Linked DNA regions of Mus musculus: region 1 is linked to region 2. A link is a contact called in public HiChIP or PLAC-seq data. All regions are on one chromosome and are shown on one strand. Each heading gives the region's core, a stretch centred on a gene start, on an enhancer-like site or on the middle of the called end of the contact. The rest is flanking DNA. Distances are from core to core; before and after follow the strand shown. Region 1 overlaps Gm36660 (a long non-coding RNA gene). Region 2 overlaps Rad51b (RAD51 paralog B).

What was found. HiChIP or PLAC-seq counts read pairs in DNA pulled down with a chosen protein or histone mark.
Region 1: a contact with region 2 is called in an H3K27ac HiChIP or PLAC-seq map of embryonic stem cells, with 2.3 times the contacts expected there. The contact joins two enhancer-like sites. A contact is called at or near these places in 1 of 484 Hi-C or Micro-C datasets (bone marrow-derived macrophages) and 9 of 115 datasets of contacts at active chromatin or transcription factors (astrocytes, craniofacial prominence, differentiating embryonic stem cells and 5 more).

What each region holds. Positions count from the first base shown.
Region 1 is chr12:80,061,209-80,064,304 of GRCm38.p6, forward strand. The region is part of intron 3 of Gm36660 (a long non-coding RNA gene); the gene reads right to left. Among named protein-coding and RNA genes, the nearest start is that of Gm36660, 23 kb to the right of the region's middle. RefSeq lists an enhancer at 1-3,096. Within about 2 kb of position 1,588, at least 191 of the 459 cell types and tissues checked have an H3K27ac peak or open chromatin away from gene starts, as enhancers often do. A contact at or near this core is called in differentiating embryonic stem cells, embryonic stem cells and microglia, where this site is marked.
Region 2 is chr12:79,805,999-79,809,019 of GRCm38.p6, forward strand. The region is part of intron 10 of Rad51b (RAD51 paralog B); the gene reads left to right. Among named protein-coding and RNA genes, the nearest start is that of Gm36048, 8.6 kb to the left of the region's middle. Within about 2 kb of position 1,538, at least 38 of the 459 cell types and tissues checked have an H3K27ac peak or open chromatin away from gene starts, as enhancers often do. A contact at or near this core is called in differentiating embryonic stem cells, embryonic stem cells and microglia, where this site is marked.

The sequences.
Region 1 (3,096 bases), core at 338-2,837, 260 kb after region 2:
AGAAGCTTCCAGAAACAGCCATGAGTCCCATATATTGTCTCTAAGACCTGTCTGTCTAAAATAGGAAGGTTGATTTTTGGCTTTGATTTTTATTTTCTTTTTAAGACAAGTTCTCATATAGCCCAGGCTGGCCCTGAGTCAAGGATAGCCCAACTGTGATGTTCCTACCACCACAATACTGGGATTACAGGCTTGTGCCATTCAAGCCCAGTGTGTGTGGTGGTAGAGAACAAACCCATGGTTTCCTGCATGCTAGGTAAGCACTCCACCTACTGAGCTACATCCCCAGCCCCTGGTGTGTGTGTGTGTGTGTGTGTGTGTGTGTGTGTGTGTGTGTGCGCGCGTGCGCACGCATGTGTACATATTTTTAAAACTCCTAAATAGTGTGCTGACTTACACCACTCATGCATGCTCTTTATTATGCACCCTCAGTCTCCTTTGGAAGATGTCACACTACACTTTCAGAGACATTATAGAAGGTTTGTCTGTCAGTGCCAGGTCAAAGCCCCACAGGTTAGGGTCCCAGAGAGGATCACACCAAGAGTCCCAGTACCTCCCTCTCACTTCTATGGACGTGCTGGGACCTCACATCCCAAAGTCCTGGGACCAAGTCTCCTGGCCTTATCTTTTCTTTTCACTGAGCCTCCATGCTTGTGTCCACCATGTGGACAGCTTTTAAGCCCCTCTCACAAAGCCTGGTGCTTGAGACAAAGTTAGCCAGGTTCTGCTCTTTGTCCACATTTCAACAACTCTTCTGCCTGATATTAAAAATAGCTTTGTCTGGTCGAGTGAGATCAGGCCAGGAGACAGGCGCCTGCTGTTCTAATCTCAGCCTCACAAATAGCTCTTGATGCGCTTGAGTTTCCCTCAGCACCTTCAGGGGCTCCGACTGCAACAGGGGCCTGCTTAGTTACCTCTGAAGGTGAGATTCCTCTATGCTGCTCCTGAGGTCCACAAGAGGCCTGTGCACGTGCACACACACACACACACACACACACACACACACACACACACACACACATTCCTGTTACGGACCTTTTTGGTGCCTCAGAACTAAGCCGCCATTGAGAGCATTCACCACACTCCGGGTATCCTATATTTCCCAGGCCAGAACCTACAAAAGCGTCCCTTGAGAGTTAAACTCAAACATCTATAGTAAACAGGCTGCCCCTCCCTGTCTGCCCCCTCCTCCATTCCCCACCCCTAATTCCACCTCCCTGTCTTTCCCCCAAGCCCATCTTGTACTCTGTGAAAAACCATAGACCCTTTGGTTGCCAAGGGAACCAAGCCTTTCATTCTGTTCCAGTGACTGGCTGGTTGGGGCTGAGGGGTAGGGCAACAACTGGTGCCCAGACCTTTGGAGCACACACACCCCCTCACAATGCCCCCCTTTTTTTCAAAGGAGGAGGGGTGGATTGCACCCCAGTTGCTTTTTCACCCAAGCCCAGCTGGGTGAGACAGAGCCCTTGGGCTCTCAGGAGTTCCTTGGCTGCCACTTCGGGGGGAATCCATGCTCCCCAGGCCCTTCTCTGGCCCTGGCCCTTTCCAGAGGACAATAGCCTCCACGCAAGGGAAAATTCCATCGCCCAGGGTTCAAGTCTCCAAGGAGTTGCTGGGGCCTCTGTTTAGCCTAGAGTGGGCTCTGAGGAGCCGCTGCAGCTGTCTGGCTTGTTTCCCCCTCTTGCTGTGTTTTCTCTTTAACCCCTGAGCTGCCAAGGGGCTGTTTTACCCCAACCCCCAGACAGTGCCTGGGAACTAAGAGAGGAAAGAAATAAGGCTTTGTTCCCTGGGGGAACTAATTGGGAAAGAGCAGCAGTGTGGCCTACAGGGAGAACACTCCCACCTCTGCACATCTTCACTGAAACCAGCAAGCAGGAGCTAGGAGCAAGGGGCTACAGAAAACCAGGGCTGCTCAAGCTGCTGAGAGCCATTTTTCTCAAACTCGGAAGACGTTGGGTGGGTGTGGGGGGTGGAAAGCTGCAAAGGTCTCCATCTTCCCAGCTCAAGGCCCTAAGCCAACACCTGCTTTTCTCCCCCTGCTGTTTCTTCCAAGATCTGCACACACACAAAAAAAACAACAACTCTGGAATAAAAATAGAAACTGGGGAGACCAAGGCATCCTGTTTCAAAATACTAGATTGGTAAGTGAGAAATATCTAGCAACCCCATGTCAATGCTTAACCTCTAAAAACCAGTTTTTTGTTTAGGAATTTTACTTCATTGCACATCAGTAGCAATCAATACAAAGGTTTTCTCACAAACCAAAAGTTCTGCTATGTATCTTAAGATGGGGCGAATTCTATGTACAGATCCTTAAGGTACTGAAACATTATTCTGACCCCTATAGGAGTAGAATACATTTCTAAGCAACCATCAATGCTTCCACGTATGCAGCCAAGCCAGCCAACCATGGCCATTGATCAAGAACATTTGAGAAAAGAACTTACTCTCACACTGAGACAATAGTGCAAAGATTGTCTCCGTGCTGGGAAACACCTCCTCCCCTCTCCGGGAAGGAGAGTTCTGATCCAGATATGAAGACAGCTGGGGTCTAACACAGAACTCAGAGGTTCACCCTGGCCCTAGGAGAATACAGATTGGTGCACACAGCAGGGAAGCCCAGGCCTGTTGGGTTCCTCCTGCTCTCAGCAGCCACATCTCCGGTTCACCCTCTAGTACCCGATCCTGTTGACCCACAGCCCCACCCCCACCCTGTCCTGCAGCAGTCTAGCCTTTCTCTGTTGTGGCAAGGCTGCATTTTTCCCCCAGGAAACTATTGTGCAAAAAAAATGAAGCAACACAAAGCACAGAAGTGTACATGAGCCTTTTAGGGTTCACATCTAAACCAGAGGAATTTCTCAACAAAAGCATTGAGAGGAAGGTGAAATCAACCCGACACTCAGAACACTTGAACTGGGCTGTAGCCCCTAGTCCCAACATTTCATACTCTCTCCATGCGTGCGATCAAGCAGATGGAGCCCTGGCTCCTGACCCTCCATCCACACTCCCGTTAAGAGCTTCAGTGGCCAGAACAGACACTGAAAAAGTCTATGGGGAGTAGATTTTACTCACAGCTCTGAGATAGATCATCTCAGA
Region 2 (3,021 bases), core at 288-2,787:
CCAGTGTGGTGTCCAACATTCACTGGCAGCTCGCAACCATCTGTGACTCCAATTCCAGGGGATTTGATGCCTCTTCTGGCCTCTGTGGACACCAGGCACACATGTGGTGTGCATACATATATGCAGGCGATATATTCTTACACATAAAATAGAATCTAAAAAGGAAAAAGAAAAAAAACAGAAGGTAGAAGAAGAGAACAAGCCTCAAAAGTTGTCCTCTGACTTCCACATGCATGCTATGTCATGTATGTACATGAGCATATGCATGCAAATACACAGTAATAATAATTAATAGTAATAATAAATATAGCTACAGAAGAAACTAGAAACCAGCAAAGAAAATATGTTACTGAAGGGGATGGACCTGGATCAATATGTCCAAGAAAGAAGAGAATTCAAGAAAATGTCAGGATGAAGAGTTTCCAACCAATAGAAAACATTCCCAGGGGCGGGGCTCCACACCTCACTGGCTGCTGGTCCCAGTTCCCCCAGAAGCACTTCCCTGTGAGGGAACTCTGTCTCCTGTCAGCAATGCCTCTGAACCTCTCATGCCCTGCCCTCTTGCCACCATGTGCTCCTGACTCTTCTGGGGAGATGGGGGTGGGGGTGGAGGTTAGGGACTAGAGTTGTTCTCCCCAGAAAACCTGAGCCTCATTTTTATCAGAAAGAGTGCTTGGTTTTCCGTTCCAACTCTGCTGTGTGATTTGGAGAAAAGTCTCTGGGGCCCCAGCTTTTAAGAACCATACAGTAACCTGTTATCAGTCAGCAATGAAACTGGTTCGTAAGAACCAGCATTGAGGGGGCTGGAGAGCTGGCTCAGCGGTTAAGAGCACTGACTGCCCTTCCGGAGGTCCTGAGTTCAAGTCCCAGCAACCACATGGCAGCTTGCAACCATCCGTTATGAAACCCGATTCCCTCTTCTGGTGTCTGAAGATAGCTACAGTGTACTTACATATGATAAATAAAATAAATCTTAAAAAAGGGGGGGGACTGGGGGGGGAGGAGAGGAAGGAGAACAGGAAATTATCAGGTTATATCACATGTGAAAGGACCAATCCATAAGTGTGTCTGTATGTACATGGTGAGTTATGTATGTAGACCACAAGTGACCTGTGGCTTAGACTGCAGTAGGCAGCCTGAGCCATCCCTAAAGGCCTCCAGACTTCCATGTACCCACTTCTCCTGGGAGACCACATACTTCTGTCTCTCCTCTCAGCACAGGCGTTACCTTGAGATCACCACAGGCTGAAACACACAAGCTTACTCTCACCCCGATTTTAGCAGCTGAGCATGCCGGAAGCCCTGCGTAGTCCCCAGGTTTAAAGCAGAGAATCCCTGCTCCCTGTATAATAAACCTGGAGAGGTGCCTGCAGCTGAAGCCACAAAGCTTTCCTGGTGGAAGCCTGCAGTTCCTGCCTGCAGGACACAGAGGAGGGCAGTGGGGAGGTTACCTAAGAGGCTGGGGCAGGTCCTATAGGCTACCACTAAGAGAATGGCAGGTGCCATTGTAGCTTCCTGTCAGTCTGGAGGAGAGAGTGAGGCTGGAGTGGTGGGAAAGCACTGTTAGCTCACGCTGGCTGCTCTGGGGGTGGGGCTGTGAGTGACCGTGGGAATGGTCCCTCGGTGCCTTTTATCCCTCTGCAAACCCCAAAGATTGCTAATACCTGAAGCTCTCTGTGCACAGCAGAGGGAGAGAATGAAAGGTGAAGGCGAGATGTGATTGACCAGCTCCACAGGCCATTCCCCTCACGAGTTCTCAAGGATTAGGACGGCGAGATGCAGGCGGCTGCGACTGGGGGCCTGACACCGTCCCTCCTCTTTGTTCACTGGCATGGGAGAGACAATGAAAGGGCAGGCTGGAAAGACCAAGGGGGTGGTTAGAGATTTCTCAAGCTGCTTTTTGAAACCCTTGAAGGAGCCAGTCCATGCTATTGTTGTAGTAAAATAGAAAGCGGAACTATTCTCCTTTGGCAAAAAAAAAAAAAAAAAAAAAAAAAAAAAAAAGAAAGAAAGAAAGAAAAGAAAAAGTAAAAGAAAGAAAAGCACCCTCCCAGGCATCTTCAGGAGGCTGCTGGACCGAAGCCGTTAACATGGTAATACCATCCTGTTTGCATCTTCTTTGTCTGCCCTGCATTTGTCTGGGGTTCTGCCTCCTCACGCTAGGCCCTCTAGGGCCTAGGAAATACTTAGACCCCAAAGGAGAGGGAGCCAAGCACCCAGTGGCCACCAGCTTCCAAGGGCCCTGGCCGTTAGCAGGGGCCCAGGTGGAGTCCGAGGGAGAGTTCGGTCCTTTGTACCACTGGAAGGAGGATGTTGGGAATGGAGAGGAACTGGGAATCTACTTTTCCTTTACCCTCCCTGGAAGCCTCAGTACTAGCAAGTGGTAACAGGGCTGAACGAAGCAGAGAGGACTGATGGACTGATGGACTGCCAGGACTGATGGACTGGGTTGAAGGTGGAGGGCTCAGGAGGGAAGCAGGAAAGCCATTGATTTGGGGGATAGGTTTTAATAGGGGTGGGCGTCTGAGCACCAGGCTACGATCGGGGAAGAGAGACTTCACGGGGAGCTCCAGTTTGACCTACATCTCTCTGCTCGTGCCCCTGGTCTCAGTGAGATGCAAATGCACCGCTAGGGCTGGGGAGATGGCTCAGCGGGTAAGAGCACTGACTGCTTTTCCGAAGGTCCTGAGTTCAATTCCCAGCAGCCACATGATGGCTCACAACCACCTGAAATGAGACCTGACGCCCTCTCCTGGTGTGTCTGAAGACAGCTATAATGTACTTATGTATAATAAGTAAAGAAAAAAACAGCACTGGGATGGGAGCAGAGATGGGAAGCCAAGTGTGTGGCTGATGCTAGGGGTAGAGGGATTGGTGCAGGCTGGGAGAGGCCAGCTGACCCTTCTAGAGTCTGACTGGGTGAAGGACCTTCCAAGGAGGAAGCTGGCCCAGTGATTGAAGAGGGTGGATGAGCAGGCCCGCTGTCGGCTGCTTTGCCTTGCAGTCTCCTTTCCTCAGGAA